Linked DNA regions of Mus musculus: region 2 is linked to region 1. The links are chromatin contacts, called in public Hi-C maps. All regions are on one chromosome and are shown on one strand. Each heading gives the region's core, a stretch centred on a gene start, on an enhancer-like site or on the middle of the called end of the contact. The rest is flanking DNA. Distances are from core to core; before and after follow the strand shown. Region 1 holds the start of Cxadr (coxsackie virus and adenovirus receptor). Region 2 has its middle 26 kb from the start of Gm25038.

Region 1 (5,734 bases), core at 1,463-3,962:
CACTGGCCAGATCAGCGCATTAAAAGGAGGTAGGGTATAAACCATTACCCTTGCATCTTTCAACTGCTAATTTTTACAGTTTCTCCTGGAACAAAGTATTGTTTTTTGATTCACTGTTTTCCCTGGCAGAGGCAACTCTAAAGGCTTCCATTTAGCCTTTCCAACCACAATAGCCCTCCTTTCACTGGTCAGGAAACCAATGTGAGTATTCTGACTTCTAAGTATATTCATTCCAATTATATATCCTGGGGAAATAACCACAGGATGACCCACTGGACCTATCTATGAGTAAGACTTCTCCAAAAACTCCATTAGATCTTCCTAAACTCTTAATTTAATTGGAGGGCCATAATAGTTTTTTTTGGGGGGGGGGGGTCTTTCGGAACCAGTATCTAATGGACCCTGTGCTGACCATTATGGGTCAGGCCATTCTGGACATTGATCTGTCAATGCTGCCTGACTAAGGCCACATTGCTTCTGGGAAGTCAGTGTTGCCACTTGGACTCCGTTACCTCAAAGCCTAATTTAAACCCATTGCATTTAATTCATCGAACTGAGCAGCCCTGTGTGTCTCAACCCTAAGGTTGACAACAAAGCCCTTCAGATCTGCTGGTGCCCCTCTCACAGTTCTGTAGTTTAAAGGGTTACTGAAGGGCACGTCTTCTGGACCTTCCCCCTGTGGGAGATTGGGTTTTTACAAGGTCACACACTCTAGTATTGCCATTTCCCTGAACCTTAAAATCCCTTCATCAACATTAAGCCAACGGATATCGGGCATCTCCAACTCCTTTTTAGTAGGCCATCTTTTAGCATCTGAACAAATGCCTCAGCCAACTAGTCAGACGTCTGGCATCCTTGTTGACTGTGCAAGCTTCCATACTAAACCTAGACTCTCCATTCAGTGCACCCATGTCAGTAAACTCAGCCTAATCCAGTTTTATGTTCTTTCTACCATTGTCTCACCCCCTTAAAGTCCATTCCCAGGCTTCTGCTTGACTGAATTAGCCAACGCTTTAAGCTCTTTAGCAGGGTAGCGCACCTCTGCTTGGACTCTACTCTTTTCCCTCCCCCGTAGGAGCCTGTAGCCTTAAGTCTGGTTATTCTTCTGTCCCAGTTATTGTTCTGTTACTATGAATAGACACCACGGCAAAGGCAGCTCTTACAAAATAGGGCATTTAATTGGAGACTTGCCTACCGTTTTCAGTCCATAATTATCATGCAGGGAGCATGCAGACAGGCAATGATGCAGGTATGAGGCAGATGAAGCTGAGAGCCTCATCTTGATCGGAAAGGAGAGGAGGTGGGAAGAGGCAAGAGAGAGCCAGGATCTTATGGGTGTTTTGAAACCTCTAAGCCTGCCCCCAGGGATTCACCTCCTCCAACAAGGCCACACCTACTCCAAAAGGCTGCAGTACCCAATCCTTCTAATCCTTCCAAATAGTGATTAAGCATTTAAATATATGAGCCTGTGGGGACATCCCTATCACCCCCTACACCTGCCTTCTCTCTTTTCTCTGGTTCAACAAGCAACAAGGCATTCCCAATATTCCTTTATTAGTCCCTACTTGCTGAGCACTATGTGCTCTGTGGGGGGGGGGGCAAGCATTTTTTAAAAAAGATTTATTTATTTTTATATATTTGAATACACTGTCGCTGTCTTCAGATATACCAGAAGAGGGTACTTGATCCCATTACAGATGGTTGTGAGCCAGCCACTATGTGGTTGCTGGGAGTTGAACTCGGGACCTGTGGATGAGCAGCCATTGCTCTTAACTGTTGAGCCATCTCTGGACCTACCAAGCATTTTTTTTTTTAATGCACGATTTCACTTTCACTTCTAAATAACTTGCCCACCAAGACCCCTAACTCTTGGCCATTACGCTGGTTTCTTCTGTTTTCTACCTCCTAATATGGGGCTCTTGTGAATTTCAACATTTCTAACAGTTAAAAAAAAAATCTGGGAAGAGCAACCAAGAATAGTTAGCAAAGGCAAGTCTGAGGATAACAGCTTGGGAGAGCTGCAGGGCGGGATTGCACTGGCTTTTCAAATTCCTAATTTCCAAGAGCCACTCCCGTTCACTTAGCCATCCCCAACCGGTCCCACTTTTAAAGTTCTTTTGTCCCTGTGGGCTAACTTCAGGGCTGGAACGACTCATAATCGCAAGGAGGAGAAAAGCCCCAAGTATTTGTTAAACCTGCCGCCTCAATTTATAGGTCTAGTGTATACAGGGGCGGAAGAAAAGCCTCTCCTGAGCCTTCAATAGGAACCTAGCCATTCAAAAAGAAGGCAAGATATTGGCGGGGCTCTCTGATCGCCCTTGGAAACACGGGTGCCAGGAGGTCCCCACCCCTGACCACAGGATGCGGTGACTGCTGGCTAGTGGTGTGTCGAAAGAAACCTAGCTCAAGGTTTAGGGAGAGGGAGCAATTCCGGCCTGGAGCTGGGCTCTGGGGAGGAGGGCGTGACTGTTTCAGCAGTGAGACTGGCTCGCTGCTTCCCAGCTCACAAAGCGATTTAACCAGGAGTCGGGAGAGCTGGAGGTGGCTGCTAGCGCAAGCAGGTGTACAGCGCGCAAGACCGCTGGGACTGGAAGGTTCCTTAGAGGGGAGTGGGGGTGGGGAGGGGGGGTGGGACGCGGGCTGATCCCAGTTTCCATGGCAACCCCAGGGCGCCAACACTGTGGGCTCTTGCTTAGGGGCTCCCGGGTGCTGCCGGAAGTGACGCGTTCACCTGCCGAGCTGGGGCGGGGCGCAGAGGTGCCTTCGCTGCTGCCACCGCCGGGAGCCAGTCGGGAGTGTACCAGGCTCTGGGAAAACCAGGGCTCCCAGCCGAGATCGTTTACCTGCAAGCCACGACCCGGCCGGCAGCTACCATGGCGCGCCTACTGTGCTTCGTGCTCTTGTGCGGGATCGCGGGTGAGTTGCGGCACCTCTCCGTCCCAGTCGCTTGCGCTCCCAGCTCGCGGCCTCCCGGGAACAATGGGGCGTGGGGGGAGGGGGCGGCTCAATTTGGGGGGCGCTGCCGTGGTAGTGGCGGATGGGCACCCATGCACAGGGTGATCTGCCCCGGACCACGCGCGCCAGCCCGGAGAATGCATCGGTCCCCGGGAGCGGCGCAGGGGGCGTGAGGCGTCTGGGAGGCAGCGGAGCGGGGACCCGATCGTCCGGTGGCGGTGGCGGAGGCTCGCCCAGGGGCGTGTGGGGCGCGCCTCCAGGGCAGCTTACCCTGGGGACCATTTGGCTTTATCTGCCCTTGTCTGTTTCCCGCGTCTGCCTGGGTGTTGTGTGCCGCCAGCCTTCCCCGATTTCCAAGCTCCGGGCTGCGAGTTTTTAGGTATCGGGTAGTCCAAGCCGGGGAGGCTGAATTACCAACGCCATTATTTGAGAGAAGACTGAGCCGTTCGGTGTCAGTCGCCCTGGCTACCTTTAGGAAAGAAGCACCGAAGCTGCTGGTTTTTAGTCTCAAAGAACAGGCTAGCTCGACCCAGCAGCTCCGAGACGAGGTATTAGGAGCCGAAGGTCTGAAATCGCTGTTGGGGAGGAGTTAGCCCGGGTTTGTAATAAGTTGATTTTTTTTTTTTTTTTTTGTATGATGATTGACGTTCAGGTGGTGAGGCGTGTGGTGGTAGAAATCGCCCAGTACATCTTTCAGCTGCAGAGCGTCTCTTTCAGGAAATAAGGCATTAAAAAAAAAATGCCTGGACCCCAGGACGCATACGCATTCTAGCACTTAGAAATTAATCTTTTTCTAAGTGTGTTTTTAACAAGTCGGTCTCATTTCCTAATACTAAGCAATTGGAGGAATTTTCGAGCCAAGTGAGTCATGTAAAAGATTTACACGTTCAACTCTGGGAAGCACGCACGCGCACACACACCGTAGCCTCCGAAGAGGATTGCTTAGGATTGCGGGAGTTGGGAAGGTTGTTGGATCTGCCTCAGCTCTACTGGGATGGCTCTCTCTGCTTCCTGCTGAAATGTTAATTCCATTGTTGGATGCCACAGCTGTGGACATTACTCATGGGATCAACATTCTATTAACAAGTCTAATCTGTGGAGCTGAGGCTACCACACCGCCTCCACCTCCACCTTTTTTTTTGGATACAGATCTTTTAGGCTTGGCTGAAATTTCGAAATTAAATCTTGTGAAAAACAGGAAGGGTCGTTGAACCAGTCTGCTCGGTGAATCCCACCTTTGTTTGGTAAAACAAACCGAAGTTGAATACATCCAAAGCAGAAATTGGAGGAATGAAGAGGATGCAGGGAACTATCTTCCTCTTTTTTCTTTCTTATGAAGTAATGCTTTTTCCCCCTCTTCCTCTTCTGAAATACCTCTCTGGTGGTCACTCTTTCCATTAAGGCTATTTTAATATACCTAGCTCTTCATTCATATAATGTATGTGAGCACACTCTCGAAGGACAGATGTTTTTTTGTCTAAACAGGACAACTCTTTTCAACTCCCGTTTTTCTGCCTCAGAACTCAAATTTCTCAGCTGACACTGACCCCCAGCCCCCAACCAACCAATCAACCAACAAATAAAATAAATGCTAAACCCAAGTTCCAAAGACCTCAGAAACTTATTGATGTATGACTTTGATAATTTTTGTAGATCTGACTCTTAGTGTAGTGGTGAGAAATTTCGTGCTCATACCCACTGACTCTTCTATTTGCAAAATAAGGTTTACTCATTAAACACTGCACTGCTGTAGACTGTCTTTGCAAGTTCTAAAGAGTTTGATAGGATGTCCTGGATGCGGATGGGACTCTGGAGGTATAGTTATTGCCTCTGTAGTTCAAAGTCATAGGATTGGGAATAGCAGTGGAGGCTATAAGATACAGTAGTAAAATTAAGCCTTTGGTTAAACAGTCACTAAGCATGTGCCCCTGCCCCCGCTTTGCCAGTATGTCTGACCTCCAGCTTATGTTGGAGCATGACCTTGAACATGACCTTGAACACTTGGTCCTCGTCCTCTTTCCTGGGCTAGTATTAGGAGCTCAGTTCAACCACTCTCCTGACTGAGCTACACACATCCCCTGCTGTATGTGTAAGTGGTACATTTCCTAATGGCTCGTGTTCTTTCCAAGGCTGGTCTGGAACTCAGATGTGTAGACAGCAAACTTACCAGTAGTGTGTTCCTTCATCCTTCTCCTGCTGCTTGCTGGATTTACAGGTGTGCTCCCCACACCCGACTCCATGGGCTGTCTCTCCATTCCTTTAATCCCTCAAGCAAAAACTCTCCAAGGTGTGGATTATAGTCATGTCTATTGTATGAATGGAGAAACTGAGGCACGGAGGAGTGTGCACATGAATGTTCAGCCGTCACAGTTTTGCTGTTCATTGGGCACGTGTCACTGTGAGATTATACTTCCGAAACGGGCACTTTTCTCTTTGATTGCCTGTAATTGACATTCTCCGATCTGCCGCTGGTCGCCCATCACTTAGGAAGAACCTGTTGTCGGTTTGACCATGTGTCACATGTTGAAGGCTTTTATGAGTTAGCCTTTTAATTCCATGTCTTGGTTGAGTGTTTTTGAGTCACTTTGAGGAATCCGAGACTTTTCCACACTTAGGACACTGCTGGAAACTAATCTGCCTGAGTGAACCCCACGTACCTCAAGTTTTATTCTCAGAGAGAGTCTCAGGTAGACAAAGCTGCCCTCTAACCAAGGATGGGCCTTGGATTCCTGATTCTTCCACTTCTGTTTCCCAGTAGTGGGATTATAGATAGGTATGC
Region 2 (5,744 bases), core at 2,873-5,372, 150 kb after region 1:
CTGCCCAGTGGCTTCACCTGCTCGTGAGAGCGCCTTCCAGGCCCTAATAGCCGTGGAGGAAATTTGGGCATAAGCTCCCCAATGGTAGTTTGTCTGATCAGCAGAATAAGCTCCCTGACCCGTTAACAAGTCGAAAGTCCAATCTCTCTGCTCTGGAGTCAAAGCAGCTGCGTTTGCTCGGGCCTGCGCTTGTGCAGCTTCGTGCCAAAGAGCTCTCCATTCCATATATTTGCCCATACTAGGGAGAGCGGCTTTTACAATCGTTTGCCAGTCAGCAGGAGTTAGTGCCATGCCGGCGAGCCTGTCTAACTGCACCAAGGTAAAATTAGCATTGGTTCCGTATTTACGGACCGACTCGGCGAGTTCTTTAATCTGCACGTATTCTACCGGAGCGTGGACACGCCCACCCTCGGCTCCTTCAAAGACTGGAAATGCCTGTTGTATTTTCCTTTGTTCCTCTCTGGGAATGAATGAGTCTGCGCACTGCCTCTCTGCGCACTGTCTCTCTGCGCACTGCCTCTCTGCGCACTGCCTCTCTGCGCATTGCCTCTCTGCACACTGCCTCTCTGCGCATTGCTGACGCACTACGCAGGGCGGGGGCTCCGCATAGGGCGGACCTTGAAACCGACTGCCCGGAGGTTGAACAGTACGCTGGCTTTCGCCAGCCGCTTTTGGCTTTTTTCTTGACCAATTAGCTGGCTGGTAATGGGCTGCTTCTTCCTCCCAGTCTGTTTCCTCAGAGGAGAATTCTTCATCTGCTTCAGAGCTACTAAGAGCTGGCTTCCTGAGCTCATCTAGTGACGAGTATCTCCTAGAGACCTCCGCTAATCGATCTTTTTTCTTTTCTTTTTTCTTTTCCTTCCTTCTAATCTCTCCCCAGGTATTCTTACCTGACCTAAACTTTTCCTCGGGTTCAAGACCCTTGGAAAGGCCTGTATACTTATTTTGTGTACCATATTTTCTCTTTGCTCCTACTCTCTCTCCCCGCTTTACTTCTGATAGATTGCCCTGAATTTCATCCAGAATTTTCAGCCCTATCTTAATCACCTGATAACATGTGAAAAGGAACAAAAGGGCTCCTAACACTAGAAAAAATTCAAGGCCAAACATACCTTGTAAAGCCATTTTCCACTTTACTTCTGATAGACTGTCTTGAATTTCCTTAGAAAGTTCAAGACCAGACTTACCTTGTAAAGCTGTACTCACTGGTACTCTGTTCCCCCAGCTGAAAAGTTCTGAATTCATGCAGTTGAATCCTTCTTAACAGTCTGCTTTACGGGAACCTTTATTACCGCGACCCGCAGTTCTGGTTCTGGAATGAGGGATCTTCCTTGCGCCGGTGATGGTAAACTCTCGTCCCGAGTTTTTTTTTTTTTTCCCGGGTTTCGGCACCAATTCTTACTCGCGTTCTCACGCCCGGCCAGGAAAGAACACAACAAACCAAAATCTTCTGCGGCAAAACTTTATTGCTTACATCTTCAGGAGCCAGGAGCGCAAACCCCCAGCCCCAAAAGCGAAAGCCACCCCAATTACATCTTTAGGAGCCAGAGCTCCGGCGCGCCAAAGCGCAGAGCGCGCTCTATTGTTTACATCTTTAGGAGCAAGCGAGCAGGCGCCAGAGCCAGAGAGAGAATGGCGGAAAACCCCGTCCCCTTTAAGGAGGAGTTATCCTTCGCTTAGGACGCATCACTCCCTGATTGGCTGCAGCCCATGGCCGAGCTGACGTTCACGGGAAAGGCAGAGTACAAGTAGTGGTAAAATACCCTTGGCACATGCGCAGATTATTTGTTTACCACTTAGAACACAGGATGTCAGCGCCATCTTGTGACGGCGAATGTGGGGGCGGCTCCCAACACATTGCCTTTTTTTTTTTTTTTTTTTTTTTTGGTTCTACCCTAGGTCTCAGAACCATCTGGCTTCAGGTTCCTGGATACCAGGGCAGGGTCAGGTATGGGCTGCCTCTAGCGGTATGGGGCTCAAGTTAGATCAGCTATGGTTGGCCACTCCCACAAACCCTGATTGGCCACTCCCACAGTCCTGAGGCCCAGCTCTTCTTGCAGTCAGGACTGGTTGTAGGTTGATGGTTTTGTGATTTGGTTTGCGTTCCAATGGAAATCTTGTCTGGTTACAGAGGATGGCATGGCGGGTTCAAGCTCTGACGCCTCCATTTCTAGGAGTCCTGGATGGGGTCACCCTTGTAGAATCCCAGGAGTCCCTACTGCACTAGGTTTCCATATCCCTCGCACCCCAAATGCCTTCCAATTCCCTTTATCTCTCCCCATACTCTTTTTCTCTCCATTCTTCCCCACACCCGATCCCTATATGTTTAACGTACAAATAGTTAAAGAGAAGTCTTAAAAAAATAGATTCTGAAACAAAATTCTATACCCTAAAATCTCTCATTTCCATTGCCACACAGCAAGCAAACCAAGCACAATAAATCAGTAAAACAGACAAAAAGTAGACCAGAAAAGTGAAAGGGGTCGGAGGGTCATAGAGAGAATGGCATGCTAGAAGATATTTATAAGATCTAGAAGTAATACTGATCTTAACCTATCAAACTTTTTTCTGCCTGTTCTGTGTCATGCTAGATACTTAACTTTGAAATTGTACTCGATCCTCATGACAGTTACAGGTGGTTTTTAGTATCTCCTTTTTACCGATGAGGAATTAAATCTGAGAGACTTTAAAGTAAGTTGTAGAAGAAATCCCATGTAGGATGGCATAATGGCCAAGGCTGCAGTGACATCATTACCTGTCATAATCCTACAACCAATGGTGAGTTATCAAAGGTAGAACACAGCAAACATATTTGAATAGTTGTACATGCTATCGAAGACTGCAGGAAGGAGAACCCAAAGACTCAAGAAGAACTTTGTGTTTAGTGCATGCATGTTTACATGTGTGCGTGTGCACATTTGTGTGGAGATACTGAGCATCCTTCACAAGCTGGCCACTTTCTTTCTTGATGTGGGATTTCTCATTGGGACCTAGGACTCACTGATTAGGCTATGGAGATTGGCCAGGGAGCTCCAGAGATGGTTCTGTTTGCTTCTGCCCAGTTCAGGAATCACAAATATGTGCTAGCATCCCTGACTTTTTAAAAATAAGTGTATTGTTTATGGATGTGTGTGTGTGCTTGTGTGTGTGTGTTCTGTGAGGCCACAGGTCCATGTCAAGTGTCTTCCTTTTAATTATTTAAAAAATTTTAAGTTTATTCTTCTCTTATATATTATACTCTGGCCACAGTTCTCCTTCCTCCTCTCCTCCCAGTCTCCTCCCTCCCATCCACTCCTCCTAGTCCTCCCATCCACTCCTCCTAGACCTCCCCATCCACTTCTCCTAGTCCTCCCCATCCTCTTCTCCTAGTCCTCCCCATCCACTCCTTCTAGTCCTCCCCATCCACTCCTCCTAGTCCTCCCCATTCACTTCTCCTAGTCCTCCCCATCCTCTCCTCCTAGTCCTCCCCATCCACTCCTCCTAGTCCTCCCCATCCACTTCTCCTAGTCCTCCCCATCCTCTCCTCCTAGTCCTCCTCATTCACTCCTCCTAATCCTCCCCATCCTCTCCTCCTAGTCCTCCCCATTCACTCCTCCTAATCCTCCCCATCCTCTCCTCCTAGTCCTCCCCATTCACTCCTCCTAATCCTCCCCATCCACTCCTCCTAGTCCTCCCCATCTTCTCCTCCTAGTCCTCCCTATCCTCTTCTCCTAGTCCTCCCCATCCACTTCTCCTAGCCCTCCCTATCTACTCCTCCTAGATCTCCCCATCCACTTCTCCTAATCCTCCCCATCCTCTCCTCCTAGTCCTCCCCATACACTCCTCCTAGTCCTCCCCATCTTTTCCTCCTAGTCTTCCCCCATCCACTCCTTCTAGTTCTCCCCACCCACTCCTCCTAGTCCTCCCTCCCAGTCACTCCTCCTCTCTTATAGGAAAGCTTTTTATGCTTGAGGTTGTTCAGGCGTGAAGAACTGCTTAGAAATGCGACTGGACAAACTGACCCGGTAGCGATCCGAAATGTGGGAGGAAACCCTGAGTAGCCTGTCCAGATTCCTCTCGGCTCCTCTTTTGTGGCTTGCCCTCCTTCCTTGTGACGGATCAGATCCTTGGAACCGATCCTGGGAACAGGGAAGGGGCGGGGCAGCCTTTGAAGGTCTGTGGCCTGCTGAAGAGGAAGAACCAGCCCCTGACCGTCCCAGAGAGAAGGACCTCGGCCTCTGTGACTCACGTCAGAGATTGGCAAGGGAAAACTGGAAAGTGCCTCCAGTGAAATTTTCTAAGCAAACCATTTTCTAAACTACATCACTACTAAGTATAGTGTATACTTGTGTATGTAAAAAAATCAAAACAAACAAACAAAGCAGTCTGGACTCACAAACCTGGATAAATACTATGGAAAAAGAGTGTAGTATAGACCCAGAGTCACATAAGAGAAGCGACCCGTGCCGCGTCCACAGAACCACCACTGGTAGTGTGGGTTCCAAGTGCCAAGATATACTTGAGGGACAAACTGACTCTTGTGCTATGCAATATCTAATGTCGAGTGTCACAAGGTCTGCTGCCAACACAAGTGCCCGAAGCTCCTCTGCAGAAGAGGCCGCCAGAGACTGGAGGGTAGACTTGACTCTCACAAAGCCCTTTCGTACCTGGGAGAATTTTCCTATGTCCAGGACAAAATTATTTATGCTTATTTGTGAATCAACATCCTCATATTGGAAAGCAGTGATGGTACATGTTTTAAAAATAACTTCCAATACACAAGAAAGTGATAAATTTATACTTTATATTCTAAAAAGTGGTTCTGGAGACTGAAAAAAAATGAATGTTAGATTTTATGCTGTTCTTAGAAATTTAGGATGGGTGTGAGACAGTGGTAATCAAATTTCATAATTGCCCAGGGTGACTTTAGAAGTTTATCCAGGAAGTTCCAATACACTTTATTCCATACGAGTTCACCACAGAGGAGATTATTGGTGTCGGGTGAAACAACTTGCCTAAAATAGCTCCCTAACTAAAACTAGTTATGGAAAAGACAGTCACTACAGTAGTCTACCACAAGAGGGCGCATTAGTTCTTTCAAGATCAGCGAATCGACAGTCAAAGCCGTCAAAGGACTGGGAGCAGCAAGCGCTTACGCAGCACCTAAACATCAAATCTAAAAGAGTTTCTTTTGTCACGTTTACGGCACTTGAAAAGAATATGAGATTTGCACATTAGTAAACAAGCCACACAAAGTATCCTTTACATTGAAGTATCATTTATGTATTATGATATACACACACATGTTTTATTTTTAGATACATATTATTCACTGCCACCAGTGAGCAAGGTGTCTTGGCAAACATTAAGAAAACAAGTGGTTTCCTTTTGTTACTTGAAATGCAAATTGCAGACTGTTGAAACTAAGGTTTATCTTAGCAGACAGGAAAATACTTAAAGATTACGAACTATACAGAAAATTATACCAAATTGACATATTCAAATAATCTTCATGTTACTTTCTCACACAGGTAAATAGGAGATTTGTTATATATTAAGTAATGGCCTTTAACTTTTACTCTTGAGCGCTTACAGGGGTATGCTTTGTTTGTGTAATATCTACCCCATCAGCCTCTTGTGCCCCTCTCACTTTCTCTAGGAGTCATGACCTCTTCTTGGATAATTACAATTGTTTCACAAACATACGCTCACACACACACACTCACACTCACAGACACCTACATGAACACACTCAAACACATATA

Evidence for each region. A called contact is a pair of places that touch in the nucleus more often than the background predicts.
Region 2: a Hi-C map of uterus shows a contact between it and region 1, with 4 times the contacts expected there. The contact joins the enhancer-like site here to the promoter of Cxadr in region 1. A contact is called at or near these places in 3 of 484 Hi-C or Micro-C datasets (cortical neurons, liver and uterus) and 1 of 115 datasets of contacts at active chromatin or transcription factors (embryonic stem cells).

Annotation. Positions count from the first base shown.
Region 1 is chr16:78,298,959-78,304,692 of GRCm38.p6, forward strand. Cxadr (coxsackie virus and adenovirus receptor) reads left to right here and starts at 2,713. Exons shown (of 7, transcript NM_001025192.3): 1 at 2,713-2,916. The coding sequence starts at 2,874.
Region 2 is chr16:78,447,424-78,453,167 of GRCm38.p6, forward strand. No RefSeq gene overlaps it. Among named protein-coding and RNA genes, the nearest start is that of Gm25038, 26 kb to the left of the region's middle. Within about 2 kb of position 4,123, at least 29 of the 459 cell types and tissues checked have an H3K27ac peak or open chromatin away from gene starts, as enhancers often do. A contact at or near this core is called in uterus, where this site is marked.